Regions from separate parts of the Mus musculus genome. Here region 2 is linked to region 1. A link is a contact called in public ChIA-PET data. All regions are on one chromosome and are shown on one strand. Each heading gives the region's core, a stretch centred on a gene start, on an enhancer-like site or on the middle of the called end of the contact. The rest is flanking DNA. Distances are from core to core; before and after follow the strand shown.

Evidence for each region. ChIA-PET counts read pairs in DNA pulled down with a chosen protein or histone mark.
Region 2: an RNA polymerase II ChIA-PET map of memory CD8 T cells shows a contact between it and region 1, with 15 read pairs. The contact joins two enhancer-like sites. A contact is called at or near these places in 11 of 39 promoter capture datasets (the 3T3-L1 cell line, 3T3-L1-derived adipocytes, cranial neural crest and 6 more), 4 of 484 Hi-C or Micro-C datasets (B cells, the C2C12 cell line, embryonic stem cells and 1 more) and 1 of 115 datasets of contacts at active chromatin or transcription factors (memory CD8 T cells).

What each region holds. Positions count from the first base shown.
Region 1 is chr14:47,102,698-47,106,333 of GRCm38.p6, forward strand. It overlaps Samd4 (sterile alpha motif domain containing 4), which reads left to right. Exons shown (of 13, transcript NM_001037221.2): 13 at 1-3,120. The region is part of intron 3 of Gm10371 (predicted gene 10371); the gene reads right to left. Among named protein-coding and RNA genes, the nearest start is that of Gm10371, 12 kb to the right of the region's middle. Within about 2 kb of position 2,099, at least 80 of the 459 cell types and tissues checked have an H3K27ac peak or open chromatin away from gene starts, as enhancers often do. A contact at or near this core is called in memory CD8 T cells, where this site is marked.
Region 2 is chr14:47,393,337-47,396,972 of GRCm38.p6, forward strand. It overlaps Dlgap5 (DLG associated protein 5), which reads right to left. Exons shown (of 19, transcript NM_144553.2): 14 at 2,419-2,638; 15 at 801-981. Among named protein-coding and RNA genes, the nearest start is that of Lgals3, 21 kb to the left of the region's middle. Within about 2 kb of position 1,870, at least 74 of the 459 cell types and tissues checked have an H3K27ac peak or open chromatin away from gene starts, as enhancers often do. A contact at or near this core is called in memory CD8 T cells, where this site is marked.

The sequences.
Region 1 (3,636 bases), core at 849-3,348:
CCAGCAGTAGTGTCACAGAGAGAATGCAGAGATGCAATAGGTCCCCGTGGTCCAGCTCCACCATGGGAGGAAGAGGGGACAATGGAAACAGAAGCAGGAAAGGTTAAGTTCCTGAGAGAAGTGGTTGCTCTCTCTATGCATGTGAGTCAGAGATTTGCTGTGTTGTGGGATGGTTTATCCAACCACGCACAGAAAAGAGAAAACCCTCACACGTACATTACACAGTTCGAGATTAACTGTAACACCGTGTGGGAATAGATCTATTTCTTAAGGGCAACAAAGAATAGTTCAGAATTTAATGCAATGGAGGATATCAGAGGGAATCCAAAAGAAATTATGTGCCACACTGGAGAATTAGCTGCGTAAATGTGACAGTATGAGTGAGTAGCCGGAGGCATGATCTAGAACATAATATAAGGCCTGTCTAGTAAATGGGTAAGACAGATTCCTCTTTAAAAAAAAAAAAAAAAGTGACATTTAAAACCAGACCATGCAAATGACCTTGCCTATGGTTATTTTTTTTTTCAAGTTAATGAAGTGCACACAGATTCTAAAGGCCTTAATAAAAATCCACACAACTGTGTTTGCCTGTCAAGATTACAGGTGGACAACCGAGCCGAGCCTTGGATGCTACAACAGAGATTTCGAAGTCCTTTTACAGTGCAGGGCCAAGGACACCTTAAGAAGGTTGAGCTTTTAGTGATCATGGACGACTTGGATCATCACCCCAATCAGCACTTTATAACAACACCAGAAACAAAAGATGCAGGACACTCCTTGGGTGACCCAGTCTTGAAGATGCAAATTCACGTGCAGAAAGAGGCAGCATGTTTAATTTTTATATGTAGATAGATAGACTTTTTTTTTTTAACCAAGTGCCATTAACATTCATCCCTCGTGTCCCTTTCCAAGCTCAGTGTTGGGGAAGGAGCTGGGATGGAGGATCCCATGTCAGGCAGAACAGGTTAAAATGTCGAAGGCCAAAGGGAAGGCCAGAGGGTCTGAGGAAGTGTTTGGAGGATGCTGGAAAGGTTAACAGAGAGGAACAATAGGACTCCTCATCCTGTAGGAAAGAGAAGGTGTTTAAGTCCGCTACACGCAACGCACGTACCCATAAGGTCATGGGATATTCAGAAACCAGTTTGTGAACACAATCACACGAGTGCGAATCTTTTAAGAGGAAGAAGACCATAGAGTATATTTGCAAATCTGAATTTCTATTTATTCCTTCATTGAATATAGAAGCAATGGTTATCTGATTATTAGAGATATTATTTTGGATATGTCACTTATTAACTCGCTATGGCTGGTACCCATGATAAAGTCTGTTATTAGTAACAACAGAATTCTTTTTTTAAAAAAAAAAAGAAAAAAAGAAAAGCTTATTTTTCATTGACTGTATAGATTTATCTACTTAGTTGTGGTTTGCTATGTTAGTGTTTTTATTTTTATTTTTTAAGTTGTGTTCTGATGATTTTTAAGAACCTCCCCCCCCCCACCTTGATTTGAGTCCTGTGTTGACTACAGGTATACAGCTCAATTTAAAAATCCTAAAGCAAAGAAATTTTATTTATAAAAAAAAATTTTAAAAAGAGTCGAGCAGTTGCATGCCTGAGGCTGTGAAGTCAGGCCTTGAGCAGTGAGCTGCAGTGCCTTTTTTTGTATTTACCCATTGACCACCCCGCCCCAACACAGCTGTTTTATATTAAATAGTAAAGGTTTGAAACTTTCCGAGTAAAGTCTATTTCACTGCATAGGTTCTCCCCATCTCCACCCCACCCCACCCCCGCCCCCACCCGCACCCCAGGCGCCCTGATTTAAGCAGCATGTCTGCACTGTCTGAGACACAATGCTGGTCTACAATATCATGGGGTGATGTTTTATTGGTGCTTTTTTGTTCATAGTGTTTTCTTACCAGAAAACAGTAGGAAGAAACACAAACTATACAAGACACAACACGACGCTGCTGATGGTTTGTTTTGTGTGTTCCCCACCCCCACCTGCTTTTTGAGTTTCACTTTCTTATTACACAAATCCAGCAAGCAAAGTAGTGGCCGGTGGGTCCCGCCTGCCTGCCTGCCTAGGGCTGCTATTTGCATCAAGCGCCCAGCCTGGGTTGAGCTGAAGGTCTCTTTCTGGTACCCAGGCCGGGAGCCAGCCGCAGCTGGGCCCCACCTCCCATTCTCCCGATGCGACACTGAGGGAAACCAGAGTTTCTTTTGAGGTGTCGCTGGCTGCCTTTTACAGAGTGGGAGTCTTCTCTGGGCCTTCCTTTCCTCTGTGCCTAGTAGCTAGCTAGCGCTGGTGCAAGGTTTGTAGATCTGTGCACCCCAGAGCTGGGATGAGGGCTGAGCGAGGGAGGGGAGGAAAGTGGATTCTGTTGGGCGCCCTTCCTCTCTAGCCTGAGTGGGGAGAACCCAGGGTGCTCAGGTGTGCCTATCATAAACAGAACCTGCAGAAGGATAAGTTGTACACAGAGCTGTGATGATATCTGTGTTGGCTTTGTTTTTCAGTTTGTTTTTCTTTTCTTTTTTTACAACTCATCAGAGATGTTTGCAAAGCGACTTTTTTTTTAATCCTTTATCTTGACTTAAAGGTAAATATGTATCCCTCTGGGAGGAGCAAAAAGAAAGCAGGAGTGTTAGTGATGGCAAACAGGAGACTTCCTCCCTTATTAATATATAACCCTCATGTATTTATGCCTAACGCAAGCTGACTTTCAAAGAGCTTCCTTTCGTTGCATGCCCTGTGCAGGCATCTGTATTGTACATGCATGCCTTTTGTCCTGGTTTCCTGTATAAAGTTAGTGAACAAAGAAATATTTTTGCCTAGTTCATGTTGCCAAGCAATGCATATTTTTTAAATTTGTCATACATGGAAAGAGCATGTTTGTTACATGTGAAAGCTCTACTGATGCAGATACACTAATGTTTGAACATGCTGTTCTTTGCAAGTGTACAGTTTTCAAATGTTGTTATCAGTGACAACACCCTTGTGGTCTAAACTTGCTACAATGTATTTATTATTCATTTCCTCCCACAGAAATAAGAATCATGGCTATATTTCATATGGTTATATTGAGAGTGAAGGGAAATGATTAATACAAGGTTTTGTAACACTGGTGTGTATGCGTGTGTCTTTTCACTCTCTCTCCTCTTTTTGTAAATATGATTAACTATTTAAAAAAAAATGTCTCTTAGAAATCAGCCCTCACTGAAGAACCAACATGAACTCCACCCACGTGACCATACCACGTGACCACACCATGTGACCACACCATGTGATGCCCACCATTAGCTGCCTACTCCTTTCTGAGACAGGTTGGGGAGAGGATGAGCAGAATGAACATGGTTTGATCTGTGCCCAGAATATCCAGTGAATGTTTTGTCCAAGGTAAATGCAAACTACTACATGGTCCATAACTTCCTCCCTCACTTGACTGCCTTTGGCACATCTTGCACCTTTATCATAGCATATAGAAACTGCCACCTTGGAATCTTGGGACTTCCCCTACATGTGGTTTGGACCCCATTCTAACACTTGTAACTCCAATATAATGACATATAATACATGGTAAGCTCTGAGTACTGGGTGGTTAAGAGTATGAGTGGAGAGGCAGACTTTAGATTGACATCT
Region 2 (3,636 bases), core at 620-3,119, 290 kb after region 1:
AGCATTTTTGAGGCCCTAAAGGATGAAAATGCTTTTGGCATATATCAAAAGTTTAAAAAGACATTATAGTGCTGGGATTAAAGGCGTGCGCCACCATTGCCCGGCTAACATTTTTCAAACTTCAGGTTAATAACAAGTCCAACATCTTCTCCAGACATCAGATTACAATTTCCTACTTGTTTAAGGTTCCTCTTCCCCCTCAGATGAGCTGCACACTTATCTATGAGCCACCGGAAGGACAGCTTAGGTTATGCTGATGCAATTGTGTAGAGAATGGATCAGTTTGAGCAACTACAAGCTAAACTTCATTAAGATACCACTTAAGTTTCTCTCCCCGTCCCTGGCAGGGCTACTCTAAGGGTTGGCTAGCTAATGACCTAAAGCGATGTCTAGGTTGTCTGCACACACTGGGCACTTTCTCTCACCAGAGGATACCACACTGCTTCTCTCCCTTGTACTGCACGGTACACTTCTGCCAATTGCATCAGGACCACTTACCAACTTCAGTCCTGGTGCTTTAAGACAGGCAGTGTTGCTAAAGCTGGCTCCAAACTGCTGGCGAAATAATCCTTCCACCTCAGCCCCTGAGTGGCTATGATTACCAACACTAGAGTTGGTTCCAACCTGAAATCTGAAGTCTGTTTCCTTAGAAAAGAGGAAGCCTTGCCCACATGTTACAGGGTTACATGTGAAGTTTAATTAGAAACATACGGCTGATATATATACTTTACCAGCTTAACCATATGGAACGATAGCTCACGTCAATACCACTAAACTCACAGTACACATGAAAGAGATACCTGCTTTCAAGACCATCTGAAAACGTCCGATCAACATGCTCGCTCTTGCTGCTCTGAGGGTCCGGCTTCTTCAGTGGCATCTTCTGTCTCAGAAGGTCCCCTGCAGCCCTGCCCTCAGGCACAACTTTGCTGGCAGACAGAGGTGTTCCAAATCTTTGAGAACGACGTTCAGAAGACAGGACTGGAAATAAGAAGAACAAGCCCCATAGCAAGTCTTTCCGGCCAGTCTCTGTTCAGAGAGGAGGCACAGAGCCTGCTCTTGTCAACATCTGTTACTGTCCAGTACCAGGGGCTTTGTGGGACAAGAGGATCGTCACGTTAGCCCGTGCTTAGCTTTCATATGCCATGCCTATGATGCAAAAGGCTGCCGAGAGGCTCAGTTGTTAAGGACACTGGCTGTTCTCCCGGAGGAGCCAGGTTTGGTTCCCAGCACCTAGTGATATTTCACGACAGCTCTAACTCCAGGTCCCGGGGATCTGATATTCTCCTCTGACTTCCACAGGCATCAGGCACACACGTGGTGTGGACAAAGTGTAGGTAAAGGTACATAAAATCAAACTAAAACTTAGAAAGAAAGACGAAGAGGTGCACCTCTACAGGAAGAATGTTTTAGAAGGTATAATGTAAATTAGCAAGTGGGCTATCCCTAGCTAACGCAGGCAACAAGTGCTTGGGTCAAGAGCGTTGACTCAGAGGAGTGGCGGCGCACACCTTTATCTCAGCACTTAGGAAGAGGTAAGAGATCTCTGTGAGTTTGACGCCAGCCTGGTCTATATAGTGACCAGCAAGGGCCACACAGAGAAACCCCGAGTCAAAAGAGAGTCTTTCCTGGTAAGTTGAGACATCAGCTGTATCCTGCTGTAGATGGTTACCAAACACCGCTGAAACATAGGCTAGTCATGGGAACAGGGGAACAAGAAAGCATTACAGATAAACTGCTGAGATACTCGGCTTCCTCCAACATGGCACTTGAGCAGCTGCTGCCAGAACCACAGTCCTAGCAGGAGGTAAGAGAATGACCTCACGTGGGTAGCGTACAGGAGACTGTTGAATACAGGGATGCGCAGTGGGGGCTGGTGGCACAAGCCCGACACCACATCCTCTCCAGAGGCTCAGACAGCAAGCTACAGGCCTGTGTGAGTCCAAGGACAGCCTGGGAAACTTAGCCAAGCCTTGTCTAAAAAGAGAGGATTTCAGAAAAGGAGGCTATGTCTGGAGGGACAAGTGCTTGCTAACCATATGTCAAGCTGAGTTTGCCCCCAAGGATCTCAAACACAGCAGCACAGATGACTCCCTCAACCCCCGTGCAGAAGGGCATGGCTGAGGGAAGTGTGATGGCTCAGGTCTGCTTCCTCTGCATTGTACCCCTAGCCCAGCTTGTCTCGGAACCTCACAGACAGACTGGCACTGCATGGCAGAGACAGCTATGGCATCACTTGGAGAACAGGCACAAGCCCGCACTCGTCTCAATATTTGATGTGCACGCAGGCTTGCCAGCACAGAACCCACTTCTAGCCATCAGCGTGTGGGCTCTTTCATGGGAAAGTCACTCTCCACCATTCACTCCAGCCCCCAGTTGGCCCAAACACCGCTCTTCAGTCTCAGCAAAGCTACAAACCTGAGAATGACTTCACTGGGCTCTCGATTCTGAAAAACCCAGCATCAAACACTATTTTGTCAACTTCCTTTGTGTTCTCCGGAGCTGCTGCGTGGGCCTGCACTTCCTGCTGTGGCCTGCCTTTCATTGCATTCTTTATGGCTGCAAGGCGACTCCTAGCTGCCGCTCGTCCGTCGTCATCCTGCTTTGCTTTGCTTGTTCTACCGGGCACAATTTTTTTCTGCAAGGAGAAATAGTAATTAAAGGTATGTTCATTACCACCTTCTCCTGTTCCTGTGGTACTGAGGACTGACCCCAGAGCCCTCCCTGTGCATACCAGGAAATCGTTCTTCCACTGAAGTTAAGTCCGTAGCCCTTTTAACTTTTATTCTGAGACAGGGTCTCACTATGTTGTCCCCCATGGCTTGAATGCACACCTGTTTCAGCTCAGGACCAGCTGATATTAAGGGGACATCATCCCACCGACTGAGCACCACCTTGTGGCGTCTGATGGTGTGGATGAAAACGACCCCCATAGGCTCATGCGTGGGAATGGCTGGTCCCCAGTCAGAACTGTTAAGGCAGAATTAGAGGTGGCCCTGCTGAAGTAGGTATGCCCTTGTTGGAGGAGGTGGGGATGGGGGCTGGTGGATGAGGTTTCATAAAGTTCTCTCCAAACAACCAAACAATGTAGAAGGAGAGACATCTGGTGGTCACAGGCAGAATTACAATTCTTATATGATAGAGACACTGATAAATTACTTTGAGAGCTAAACACACAATTAAGAAATACCCACAGTATGTCAGGAGCAAGTCTGTAATCCCAGCATCCTGGAAGCTGAGGCAGGAGGATTCTGCTAAGCCTGTCCCTGCGCCCCCAGCATAGCTGTAGCCATTTTGTTCCATGCCCACCAGCTATTTCATATTGTTGCCTGCCAGTCATTGACACAGAAAATACCAGACCCAGACTGGGGGGCATGCTTCCCACAGAACCTGTCATGGTGCTGAATGTTATAAGGCTTGCTAATCTTAGATCCCACAGCTGTAAGCTTCACAAAGGACCCATCAAATCAAAGATCAATATCAACTGTTATGTTTAAAATGGCTTGAGTCAGGGCTGACCACCGGGCAGCCCTTCAGCACCTGCGCATGAACTCACTGTGGTTTCAGCCTCTATAAGCTGGCCCTGAGAAATGTCCAGTGCACAGCTTTGAGCTGTTGCCCTGGTTGATCGGTCTC